Linked DNA regions of Sus scrofa: region 1 is linked to region 2. Evidence: chromatin contacts called from public HiChIP or PLAC-seq data. All regions are on one chromosome and are shown on one strand. Each heading gives the region's core, a stretch centred on a gene start, on an enhancer-like site or on the middle of the called end of the contact. The rest is flanking DNA. Distances are from core to core; before and after follow the strand shown.

Evidence for each region. HiChIP or PLAC-seq counts read pairs in DNA pulled down with a chosen protein or histone mark.
Region 1: a contact with region 2 is called in an H3K27ac HiChIP or PLAC-seq map of skeletal muscle. The contact joins the promoter of HSPB1 here to the promoter of YWHAG in region 2. A contact is called at or near these places in 3 of 5 promoter capture datasets (fetal liver, fetal skeletal muscle and liver), 23 of 47 Hi-C or Micro-C datasets (adipose tissue, alveolar macrophages, blood and 12 more) and 2 of 2 datasets of contacts at active chromatin or transcription factors (alveolar macrophages and skeletal muscle).

Annotation. Positions count from the first base shown.
Region 1 is chr3:10,034,502-10,040,804 of Sscrofa11.1, forward strand. HSPB1 (heat shock protein family B (small) member 1) reads right to left here and starts at 4,940. Exons shown (of 3, transcript NM_001007518.1): 1 at 4,571-4,940; 2 at 3,850-3,913; 3 at 3,573-3,762. The coding sequence starts at 4,940. The coding sequence ends at 3,573. It overlaps LOC110259893 (a long non-coding RNA gene), which reads left to right and starts at 6,265. Exons shown (of 2, transcript XR_002342315.1): 1 at 6,265-6,303.
Region 2 is chr3:9,990,119-9,996,464 of Sscrofa11.1, forward strand. It overlaps YWHAG (14-3-3 protein gamma), which reads left to right and starts at 4,684. Exons shown (of 3, transcript XM_005661962.3): 1 at 4,684-5,002. The coding sequence starts at 4,916.

The DNA.
Region 1 (6,303 bases), core at 3,690-6,189, 45 kb after region 2:
GCAAGCACAATCTCTATTAAAGGAAAGCAAATAGCTCCCAGGGCTGCTGGGAGCGGGGAGAAGAGCCCCGCCCCCATGGTCCTATCGGGGCTTTTATCTCTTAAAGTTGGGGGGAGATACCAACGTGGGGTCCAGAAAGATGTGGCTTTCTCCCATTGGCCTTGTCCAGTTTCCTGTATCAGTCCTTGTCCAATAGGGGTTTCACGGGTGGACCTGTCCCACAGTTTTATGGTTTCTTTGTCCTCTTCCCTTATTCTGAGTCACCATTCCTCTCATTCCTATCAGTTGAGGAGTGGGTTAGAGATTAAGGTCCATGTGGAGGAAGGCGCATTTCCTACAGTAAACAAGGCCTGTGGGGAATCGCTCTTTGGAGCCCTCGAACCACAAATGTTCATCGACAGCCATATCAAAGACTGCATCCAAGCCCAGACTCCTCCACGGTCTACCTGGGTTAATATTCTGCCTCCTGGCAGGACCTATGCTCACTATATCTCAGCAGCACAAGGCTGGCACCTCCCAACCACCCTCCTTTAAAATCCAGAACCGTTTCTGCAGCAAAGACGCCTTTTTTTTTTTGTCTTCTTAGGGCGGCACACACGGCATATGGAGGTTTCCAGGCTAGGGGTCCAATCGGAGCTGTAGCCACTGGCCTACACCAGAGCCACAGCAACACCGGATCCAAGCCGTGTCTGCAACCTACACCACAGCTCACGGCAATGCCAGATCCTTAACCCACTGAGCGAGGCCAGGGATCGAATCTGTCTTCTCAGGTGTGCTAGTTGGATTAGTTAACTGTTGAGCCACGATGGGAACTCCGAGACACATTATTTTTTTGGCTGCATCTGTAGTATGTGGAATCGAACCCATGACAATGCTGGATCCTTAACCCACTGCACCATGAGGGAACTTCAAAAGCAAGGATGATTAAATCCTTTGATTAGCCTGTACTTAGCATGGCCTTCAAGGCCTGGGAAGATGGGCCCCACCTGCCTCCCTCTCCTGCCCTCTCCACTGGCAGCCCCTCCTCCAGCCTGACTGCGGCCAGCCTTCCAGCCCTCGCCCATGCAGTTCCCCCTTGCCTGTCACACAGGGGCCACTTCCAGAAATCCCGGCCTCTCTCTAATGGCAGAGTGCTACTCATCACTGTGCTGTGCCCTCCACTTGCCCCCCTTGAGCTCAACCAGGGGCTCGTCCCATGGGCCAGGTGCTGGGTCCGGAGGAGGTGCCCACCCGGAGGGCAGATTTCACTTGATCTTAGCCAAAAGGCTGAGAAGCAATGGAAGTCAGATTTTATAATCGAGAGGGAGACAGAAAAGCAGAGACCCCAGGGTCAGCCTGGAAGTGAGGATGGCTGATGTGCCGGATGCATCCCCAGGGAAGCTGGAGCTCAGGAGAGGTGAGCCACAGCTATGGGGACTTGAGGTCCTTGAGGAAGCCGTGGTCATCGGCCTGGGCGGGGACGCTGCCCCTCGGACGCCCCTCAGTGGAGCAGAGAGGCCCAGGTCACGCATTTACTGAGCCAAGGCCAGTGTCTGAATGTGCAGGCCTGAAGGACACCAGAGGCCTCAGAGAGGAACCCACTGAAAGTGAGGGAGAGGCCTAGAGAGGCCGGGACCAGCAGCAGGGCAGGGACTCACCAGGTCTCGCCATACCCAGTGCCAGCCTCTCCGAGTGGAGACCCCAGGCCTGAGCCAGCCTGCCTGCCCCACCCACCACTCTGCCAGCCCAGCCGCAGCCCCACGAGCAGCGCAGGCAGGCCACCGGCATCTGCCTGTTTCCCGTCTCCTACGTCAGTTTCCCGTGGAGCCTGGGGCCTGTTTCCTTTGCAGGGTCTGAATTCTTGACCTCTTACCTCACCTGTGCCCCAGCTGTGTCCCTGACTACGGCCTGGGCCCCTGGGACCTACATTCCATTCGTAAGGTGCTGACCCCTCCCTGCCCCGGACCCTAATCAGCTCTCTCCTAACCATTTGCAGCCTCGCTCCCCCAGCAGCCCTGGCTCCCAGGCTCAGCTGCGACTCATCCCATCTTCTCAAGGCCGCCTGAGGCTCCACGGAGTCTCAAGCTGGGGAGACCCCCCCCACCCAGGCAGCGGTCTGGGCTAATCTGCCCTCCCCTCCTGGTGCCACACCCTCTCCAGAACTAGCTGCTCCCTTCTGAGGCTCGCTGCCCAGGGGCCAAGCAGGAGTAACTGCACCTCTTCTCAGGGCTGACGTGAGAGTTACCTCATCAAAGGCTTGGCATCAGCTCTCCCACACTTCAAGGACACGGGTGGAGGAGCTGGCAGCCTTGCCATCACCCTCTCTGACCAAGCAGGAGCACCCAGCCACACCCCTGGACGTCAGGGCCATCCCGCTGCCAGCCACAAGGCCGCTGGCCAGGAGAGTGAGGGTGAGAACTCCACAGGCTGTCTCTGGGTCACGGCCACGGGGACATGGAGGCATCCAGGAGACACCTGAGATGTGGGGTGTGTGTCGTGGAAGAGGACAGAAGACATGGGAGACCGGAGGAGAGGAGTGGCGGGACGGGGAGTAGACGGGGCAGCACCCGGGCACACAGGCCCAGGCCCGCGCTGCCAGCTGGGCCACATCCCTGTTCCATGTGTTTATTTCCCTGTGGGCCTCCCTCCAGGTTCGGCGGGGCCTTCAAGGGCTGGGACCTGCTTTGGCCTTGCACCTGCTCCAGACTGTCGTGTCCCCACAGGGAGTCTGCACCAGGGAGGAGAACTGGAGAATCGGGGCAGGGTGGGGGTGGCAGGTGTGTGTGGATGCCCCAGGCCCTTCCCCTCTCAGGGACCCTGGCAAAGCAGGAAAATGGCCACAGCCTCAGGCTCTGGGACCTTGGTAGAAATAGTGGGGGTCTCTCAAGATCTTGGGGACTTAAGCCTGGACTCCAAAGCCCCCGTCTGCTTTCTCCCTCCCCGGGCCAGCGAGTGGGTGGTGGGTAGGACAAGGACAGACAAAAGCAAGGGCCAAGGTGGGTGTGACTGTTCCTGCCAGGCCAGTCAAGGCCCCATCCTGCCTGCACAGGCCTGGGGGAACGGAGGCCACCGCCTCAGATGGGTGGCCACCCCTCCCATCCCGTCTTTGCGGTCCTGCTCTTCTCCGTGGAGATGAGGAGGTTATGATGCGGTCAGGAAGGAACCCTGAGCTGCCGGGACGTCCCCCTCCCTCGCCCCCTGCCCAGGTGTCCTGAGTGCCTCGGCCGGGTGCCTCTCCTGGCGTCCCTGCTCCCACACTGGCCCCGGGGGCTTTAACTGCCGCATAAACAGTCTCTCCCTCAACAAGGGACTGGAGGGCAGGGCTGTGCCCTGTGATGGACGCAGCACGCACAGGGGCCAGCACAGGGCTTGGCACACAGGAGGCCCTCGGCAAACGTGATGAGTGCGTGAACCAGGAGTGACGCCTGAGCCTCCACAAGCACACCAGGGTCTGAGACAGTGGCGGGCAGTTGCTTTGAACTTTATTCGAGAAAAACAGAAGGTAGACGTATCAAAAGAGCACAGAGAGTTGGCAGGTGGGGATGGCTGGTGCGGGTTTGGGCGGGGGGCGGTGAGCAGCAGGGCGAAGGCCTTTACTTGGTTCCGGGCTTTTCCGACTTTCCAGCTTCTGTGCCCCCAAGCTGGGCCCGCGCCTCGAAAGTGACAGGGATGGTGATCTCTGCCGACTGGGTGGCTGGCTTGGGCAGCGGGGCCTCCACGCTGAGCGTGCCCTCAGGGGACAGGGAGGAGGAGACCTGGGTGGGGTCCACACCGGGGGGCAGCCTGGACAGGGAGAGGCAGGACAGGAGTGACCCACGGTGCGTCCCTGGGCCCTCCCCACCCCCCACCCCACCCGGAGCCAGGACTCACGTGTATTTTCGAGTGAAACACCGGGAAATGAAGCCGTGCTCATCCTGCCGCTCCTCGTGCTTGCCTGGGTGGGGGAGGGAGGTCAGAGGAGGCCTGAAGGGGCCGGCGCTCCCGCTGGCCCACAGCCAGCCGAGCCCCACCCGGTGGCCAGAACGCTTGCCAGGAGAGGACTAAGGGATGTGGGTACCCCAGACCTGTCCCGGGACCTCAGAAGCTTCTGGAAAGTTCGGTTCCAGGAGTCTGGGGCTGGGGCGTGGGGCAGCAGCCATGGGCACGCACACACGCCCCCTCCGAGGACCTGGACTAGGGATGGGGAGGAAGTGCGTGCGTGTGCGTGCGCGTGTCGGGGGAGGGGGTCGCCCTTGCCACACCAACTGCAGGCCGGGGGCCGGGGGCCGGGGGGGGGCGGCGCGGCGCGGGGAGACCTGGTCCCTCGCGGATGGCGTTGGGGCTGAGGGCGTCTCCGCTGGAAGGGGGCGTTTCTTCCCTGACTGGAGAGCTTTTAGGGCCAAAAGATCCCTTAGGACTTAGGAGCACCCCCCCCAAAGTCCAGGGAAGCAGGCACAGGCCAGGGGCAGGGCGAAGAGGCCAGGCCGGCTCCCCGGGCTCTGGCCCCGTCCTCGGCTAAGTTTCCATTTTCCAGGGCTCCTCCCCGGAAAGAGCGCGAGAGGCAGCGCGGGAGGGGCGGGGGGTGGGCGCGTCCCGGTCCCCGGGGGCTCACCCGTGATCTCCACCACGCCGTCCTTGGTCTTGACCGTCAGCTCCTCGGGGGCGAAGTGGTTGACGTCCAGGGAGACGCGCCAGCGGTCGGCAGTCTGCTGGATCTCCGAGACGCCGCTGCTGAGCTGCCTGCTGAGCAGGCGGCTGTAGGCGGGCGCGGCCACTGCGGCGGGGCCCTCGATGGCGGGCGGGGGCAGCGGGCGCACGTAGCCCGGCCAGCCGCTGTGGCTCAGCCACTGCGACCACTCCTCGGGCAGCCGGGGCAGCCCGAAGGCCTGGTCGAAGAGGCGGCTGTGGGCCGGGTACCAGTCGCGGAAAGGGTCCCAGCTGGGGCTCCGCAGGAGCGAGAAAGGCACACGGCGCTCAGTCATGCTGGCTGCGCTGGCTGGACGCGTCCGGCTGCGGCTGGGAGAAGGGGAGTTAGTGTCGGTGGGCCGAGCCCGCAGCGCTTTTATAATGGGCCAGCCGGGTATTTTTAGCAGGCGGTGTTTCAGGTCTCTATTAATGGCAATGACTGGCTGGGGGCAGCCCCTCCCCCTGCATTCCCCCAACTGCATACCGGGGCGCGGGGCGGGGCGAGGGAGGCCCTGCCCACATCTGGAACCTTCTCCTGTTTGAGAAAACAAATGACTGTAGCCCCGATGCTGGTGCAGTGCCCGCTGCCTAACACTGGCAGATTTCGGCGCTAAAGCGCTGGGCCGCAGCCTGTGGACAGTCCTGGCTTTTTGTGCAAGAGGACAAAGCCGAGGGAGTGGTCGCGCTGCTCGGGGCCACACAGCAGGGACTGGCAGAGCAGGGAGATGGACCACAGGGTGTCTGTGAAATAATGGCTTAAGAAGCAACATGGTGAGGAGTGTGGGCCTGAGAGTCCAGACTGTGTGAGTTCACATCCTGGTCCTGCCACTCACTGGATGAACTTGTACAAGTGAGAGTCTTTGTGCCTCAGTTTCGCCACCGGGAAAATGGGGGTGATGATGATGACAATGCTTCCGTCCCTGAGTTGGTGTGAGGATTCGGCAGCTTAATGCGAGTGAAGGTTTTAGTCCAGGGCCTGGTGGGTGACCGTTACTGTCAGCCACCTGGAGTTGCAGGGCACAGACGGAGGAAGCGGAGCTCAGAGGCAGCAGCATGTGGACGTTTGGGCGATGTCCCCCGGACCCCCTAGTAGGGGAGACCCAGACCAGAAACCCTGAGGCCTAGTGTTGAAAGGGGGTCAGGAGGGAGGTTATTGTCAAAACTCCCCATTGTATCCACTTTGCCTTGAGCTGGGGACAGGGAACCTGAGATGCAGCGGCCTTGAATCTAGTCTGGGCTTTGGCTTGGGCCAAGGCCCCTCCTTTCCCTTTTTACAGATTATGACCTCAGAGCCCTTTTGTTTAGCATTCCCACAGCACAGAGGGAGAGGGGCTCTAGGCAGTGCAATTCCTGCACACTTGCTGGGAGCCTGAGGCCTGCTCCTTGACCCCACCTCCTGGGTGAGCACCTGTGGGATCCAGGCCTCCACTCCCACCTCCCGTAGGGTCTGGCCACAACCTTGGCGTTCTCTCTTTCTCATTGCCCTGACTCCAGTCCAGCCTGCCTTCTCTGACTTGCATCCTGTTATCCCTCCTTTTCAGATGAGGAAACCGAGGTCCAGAGGGATTAAGTGCCTGGTCCACCGTCTCCTCTGAGACACGACAGAGTAAGATTCTTGCCCCTCTCGTGTTCAGGGCTCTTACCCTTGTGGGGCTCCCA
Region 2 (6,346 bases), core at 3,434-5,933:
TGTAGGCTGGCAGCTGTAGCTCCGATTAGGCCCCTAGCCTGGGAACCTCCATATGCCGCAGGTGCAGCCCTAAAAAAAAGAAAAAAAAAAAGATGAATCGGTAGGATTGGATGGGGGCAGGGTTAGGTACGATTAGAAGTTCCCAGCATAAGGAACAGCTTTTGAAAATGCTCAGAGTTGGAAGAGGACTGCATGGTCAAGAAATGTGTTAGGAGTTCCCGTCGTGGCTCAGTTGTTAACGAATCCGAGTAGGGACCATGAGGTTGCAGGTTCGATCTCTGGCCTCGTTCAGTGGGTTAAGGATCTGGCGTTGCCATGAGCTGTGGTGTAGGTTGCAGACATGGCTCAGATCTGGCATTGCTGTGGCGTAGGCCGGCGGCTGCAGCTCTGATTAGACTCCTAGCCTGGGAACCTCCATATGCTGTGGGTGTGGCCCTAGAAAAGACAAAAAAGACCAAAAAAAAAAAAAAAAAAAAAAAGAAAGAAAGAAAAAAGAAATGTGTCAGTCAAGTGTCATGTGAGATGCAGCTGGAGAGGTAGGCAGGGGCCTCAGGAAAGCCCTTGAATTCCCGGCTAAGGAGCAGGGACTTGGCCCCTATGCAGTGGAGTTGCACACCTGGCAGAGCCAAGGCAAGGGAAAGAGAAGAGAGCATGCACATTTGGAAAGATCTCTCAGACCTCGGAAAGGAGAGGCTGGGAAGACTTTAAGATAGGGCAGTTAGAGGCTGGAAGACCTTAAGAAGCATCCATCCAATTCTGTTATTTTATAGATGTGCAGCCCAAGGCCCAGAGAAGTAAAGTAACATGCTCAAGGTCACCCAGCAAGGTGAGTAGCAAAGTCAAGGCTTCAACCTGTGGGTGGTGCCTGCCAGCACAGGCTTCCCCCACTGGCCCAGCACTCTCAGGAGGAGAAGCAGCCTGCTGAGATCTCCTTGTGCTTTGCTTCTGAGTCCACCGTGCACTCTGCCCCCACTGCAGACCAGCCTGTTAGGGCAGTGACTGGGAAGTGTTCCCAGAGGACAGGGTGGGGAGCATTGCCGGTCTGCTTCAGAAGATGCTGCTGCTGCCGCTGCTGCCACCGCCTCCACACCAATCAGGGAGCTTTCTAGCCGCAGGAGGAAGCCAGGAGCCAGAGGACGGGGCTGCAGTGATTTATGACTGCACAGAAACAGCAGGACACTCAGGTTTCTGGCTGGCCTGCTCGTCCACCAACTCGGCCTGAAGAGGATCCGTCTAAAGGTTGAATCCTCCAGCACTGGAGATGGGGCAAAGGGTTAGCCAGACAGAGTGCCTGCCCAGTGCCCTGTGTCAGGCCAGTCACCAGAGGGCAAGGCCCCTCCTTTCCTGAGCAGATGCCAAGGGGGAGATGCTCATAGTCTGGGCTGGAAAGGGTGTCCTTGCTACCAGGAGCACAGAAGATCTGCCTGGGTTTGAAGTCAGGCTCTGCTGGTCACTGACATGTGACCTTTGGCTGGTCATGCAGCCGAGATCTCTTTGTCTTAGCTTCCAAGTCTAAAAAAACAGGGCTGATTCTGAGCCTCTCAACTCTGGGACTGAACCATCTCCCAGGACTGCAGGTGCAGAGCCCATGTTTCCGCAGCCAATAGCCTTCCACTTGAGAAAATGAACAGGCTGGATCTAGCACTGTGACTTGTCACAGCAGGGCGGAGCACTCAGTGCTCTTTTACTTTAATTTCTCACTTGAAGGGTGGGGAAATTAAGACCCAGAGAGGGCACAGGCCTTGCGTCTAGAGCTGGGGGCCAGGCAGAAGCCAGAATGCTAGTTCTCCACCTCCCTCCTCCAGGCAGGCGTAGAGGAGGAAGCTAGAATCTTAAGCCATTTGTTCTGTGTCATGTCGCCATGGCTTTGAAGCAGCCCTCTCAACAGCCAGGGCCTCTGGGCAGCTGCGGCTTTAAGCCTAGAGTCTTAAAAAGAATCAAAAGGGAAAGGAGGGCAGGGCCAGCTCTCCTGCGCCGTAGGAGCCTGCAGATGTCATTCCTGTGTGGCTTTGGCACATCCTTGTCTTTGCCTCTGCTTTACTTTTTTCCCAAACAGATTTGGCCTGGATTATTATTATTTTTTTTTTTTAATGCACATTGGACTGGTTGTGGGGAAGGAACTGAGGTGGCGAGGTCAGAGAGGCAGCCTGAAATGTGCCAGGAAGTTCCCGAGAATTTAGGTTCCAGGGCCTAAAATCGTTGACATGTTTAATCCACTGTAGACAACCAGGGTTGGCTGTCAGGGTTCCTTCCCGCCGGACCTGGGTGGCCCAGGCCAGAGTGGTTGAGGCCTGGCCTGCAGGGAGGAAGAGAAAGGAAGAGAAATGACTTGGCGAACACTCCTGTAAGAGACAGAAGGAAGTGGGAGGGTATATTCACCAGCAGGATTGCATTTTGCCGGGTGGTGTAGTAAGAGAAGAGGGACCAGGGCCTATACTGGAGGAGGGGAGAAGAGAGCTATTTCTAGACTCTCCTCACTCAGCCCAGAGCTGTCTCCCTAAGTCCGTGCATGCATTCATGCATTCATTCATTCCTTCATTTTGCATGTTCTTCGTATTTAAGGTGTGCCAGGCACTGTGCCCAGCACTGAGGAAGCAATGGCGATGAAGATTAAATGCCAATCTCATCCTTTTCTGCCTTGGTTAAAATCTCACAAGCTTTCTATTTATTTTGAAAGAAAGACTGCACTCCCTTGACTGCCATTCAGGGCTCCTCACATTCTGGCTCCTGACTCCATGTCCAGCCCCAATACCCATCACTTCAGGCAACAAACACATTGGATTTTTTGCCTATCAATGTTTATATGTTAGGGGAGTTCCGTCGTGGCTCAGTGGTAAAGAACCTGACCAGTATCCATGAGGAAGCCGGTTCAAGCCCTGGCCCCATTCAGTGGGTTAAGGATCTGGCGTTGCCTTGAGCTGCGGTGTAGGTCGCAGACGAGGCTTGGATCCTGCGTTGCTGTGGCTGTGATGTAGGCCAGCAGCTGTAGCTGCTATCCAACCCCTAGCCTGGGAACTTCCATGTGCCACATGTGCAGCTCTAAAAGGCAAAACAAAAACAAACAAAAACTTTTGTCGGGAAGAAACTGCCTGTGTCTTTTGCCTGCTCTCAAATCCTACACATCTTTAAGGGCTGGACTGGAAATGTTACCTAACTCCCTGGGGAAGCTTTTCAGAACCTCTTCCTATCTAGCCTGAATTAAAAAACAAAACAAAAACCAATTTAACGCCACTTAACAAATTCTGAATCCCTTGAGGGTAAGGTTCCACGCCCTGTTCCAGAATCAAGCCTGGAATAATTCTCCGAAACTCCTTTATTCTCTGGTCTCATACACAACACTTCATATTCACTGTTTTAAAAAATCCCTGGAAATTTCCTTGTGGGAAGTAGATTAAGGATCTGCTATTGCTGCAGCTGTGGTGCAGGCTTCAACTGCAGGCGTGGGTTTGATCCTTGACCCAGAAACTTCCATATGCTGTGGGTGCAAAAAAAAAAAAAATTCTTTATTACTTTCTAAAGTACTCTACACACTTATCTTTACTTTGCCTATTTTCTTGGGCAGGGATTTTATTTGATTTGTTCTCTGCCGTACCCTATTGCCTAGAACAGTGCCTGGAACATTGTAGGTGTGCAATAAGATAAGTGCTGGATAAACGAAATAAAACGTGCAGTCAAAACTGTGGGTTGTGTGAGCTACATGGAATGTCAAAAAGGGAAGCACATGAGCAAGAATTAGTCAGATTGACCTCAGCGTGTATATTCTAGGCGGGCAGAAAAGAGTTGGTTAACCCCTACACACAACCCAGTGTTGAGCAGCCATTGGCTAACTGAATTGAATCTTTAATGCTCCACCCTGGAGAGGAAGGAAGGGGCTCACCAGGGGTAGACCCGCAAACTACTGCTGTATCCTTTCTACAAATTGACCAGGACGCCCTCCTGGTATTTGTCTTTCCAGATTTCCACCTGTCAGGTCCAAGAATCTCAAGGTGGGGATGCGGAGGGAGCTGGAACCTTGTGGGGGAGGGTGACAGTCCCCCAAGGTTTGGCTCCTTAATTCAACCATCCCTCAGGCGGTCACCACCCTCACAGTTTTAATCAATAGTGTACGGACCCCACCTCTCCAGACCCCCACCCCCCTCCATGTCCTGCTATTTTATCTCAGAAACATGGTCCAGGGCTGAGGCCCTGGCCCCCTCCTCCAGTAATTTCCCCAAGCATGTGGGGCGGGGCCGTGAATCAGCACTCACTGGGACTGATGCATCCTCCGTCCCCGCCAGGGGTCCCCAGCGGCCGCAGAATTAGGAACCCCCCCCTCCCCGTCCCATCCTCCTCTGTCTGAGCGCTACGACAACAGGGAGATGTAGTCTTGGCTGCCCCTTTGTCCCTGATCTCCCCAACGTATCGCCGCACCCGAGGATGAACTACAACTCCCAGGGGCCCAGGCGCCGGAGGCCTGAGAGGGCCGCGGTCTGCAGGACGAAGGGTGGGGGCCGTCTGGAGAAGATAGGGCACAGCAGCCGGGGTGAAGGGAAGCACCCGGCTCGTTGGGGGGCAGCGGGGAAGGAGGGGACGCCCAGAGAGCGGCGCCGAGCTGAGTTGGGGAGGGGAAACCCAAGGAACGGAAGGGCCGGGGCGGGGGTGCGCGGGCGGGTGGGCGGGGCCGTTGCGTCACGCGGCGTGGGCGGGGCCGCAGGGGGTTGTCCGCCCGCGGCACGCACAGCAGTCGCAGCCGCCTCGCGCCCGGTCCCGCGGTCGCAGCTCGAGCCGCAGCCTCTGCGCCGCCACCGTCGCCGCCTCAGCCGCTCGCTTCGTGGGTCGGTCCCTCCGGCACACGGGCTCCAGCCGCGTCGCAGCCGTCCCCTGAGCCCCTCAGGCCGCCCCGGTCTCCTTGCCCGGCCCGACCCAGCCCGTGAAGATGGTGGACCGCGAGCAACTGGTGCAGAAAGCCCGGCTGGCGGAGCAGGCGGAGCGCTACGACGACATGGCCGCGGCCATGAAGAACGTGAGTTTCTCCTCCCCTCCCCCCGCCTCGCCCCAGCCCCTTTGCAGACGCGGGCCTTCGTCGGCTCTTCCGGGGGACTGGTTGCCTGTTGCAGCTGCAGGTCTCTCGCCCCTGAGGGAGCTGGGGAGGGTCCCGAGAGCGCTGAGGACCGGGTGTGACGCGGCCTCGCTCCGAGCGTCCCCCGGGGCCGGCGGCGCTGTCTCCTCAGCCCTCCTCGCGCTCGGGCTGGGGCGGGGTCTTGCAGGGCTGGTCTGGGCAGCCGGCTCTCCGGCCGCCGCGCCTTTGGCTTTGCCGGGGACCTGAGCCGGGGCCACGCGCATCCTTTGTGCCCCACTTCCCCTCCTCCCAGCCTGGGCGTGTGGGGGCGGGGGACCGCATGGATGCGGTTCCTCTTTTCTCCCTGGTGTCTGGGCGGCGCCTTTTCCATTCACTCAGCAGGTCTCCCGGTTTTCTGATGCTCCCCCTCTCCCCAAATCTTCCCACTGTCTCTCGAGACAGGTCCTTTAGAGTCTCCCCGGTAAAAACGTAGGCTGTCCTGAAAACCTGGGCGCAGTAGTACAAAATCGAAACCTCCTTGCTCACGTTTTTCTTAACAAAAGGCTCCTCTTTCTTTACCTCAAAGCAAGCCCTCTTGATTTTAGGAAGAGGGGAACGTTTGTTTGGCTAGCTTTTTCATTGATTGTTCTTAATATGTTATCTCTAATTTTTCCTAGTGTTTTTTGTATTGAAAAGGGTAGGTATTGTCTTAAAAATAAAGGTTGTGAATTTAGCTGACTGGTTCAATTTGTGATAATATGCCGTTTCTCTTTTAAACACAGGCACACATCTGTTGAAATTCCTATAAGTTGAAAAAATATTCTCTCTGATCTGATACTGCAAACAAAGCGGTGGTGGGAGGCAGTATCAAGTCATTCCAGAAGATTCTGCATTTGTCATATTGCAGAGAGCCTAGACTGGGTGGAGGCTGGGAGGAGTTATTTTAAAGGGGAAAAAATATCTTTTTTTTTTTTTTTAATTTGTTTTGTTAGATATATCTGAGGCTTAAAAAAAGCTATCACATCCTTATTGGTGATGAAAAGAGAATACTGATCTCCAGTTGTCGCATTTTGTCTGGGATGCAGATTCCTGCCTGTATTGCACCATTTTGTAACACTACATTTGTCTAATGGGCAGACAACCAGTTTGATGGTGGGGGGGAGTATTGACCATTATTAAATGAAACCTAGAAAATTATCTAGTGATTTAGGTCTCCCACTATTTTAATAAATAAGTTAAATACTTCTTGCCTTATGTAACAAAGGTTTTAAAGTGCATCTCCTGTGTGTAGCAGATGCAGGAGTGTAC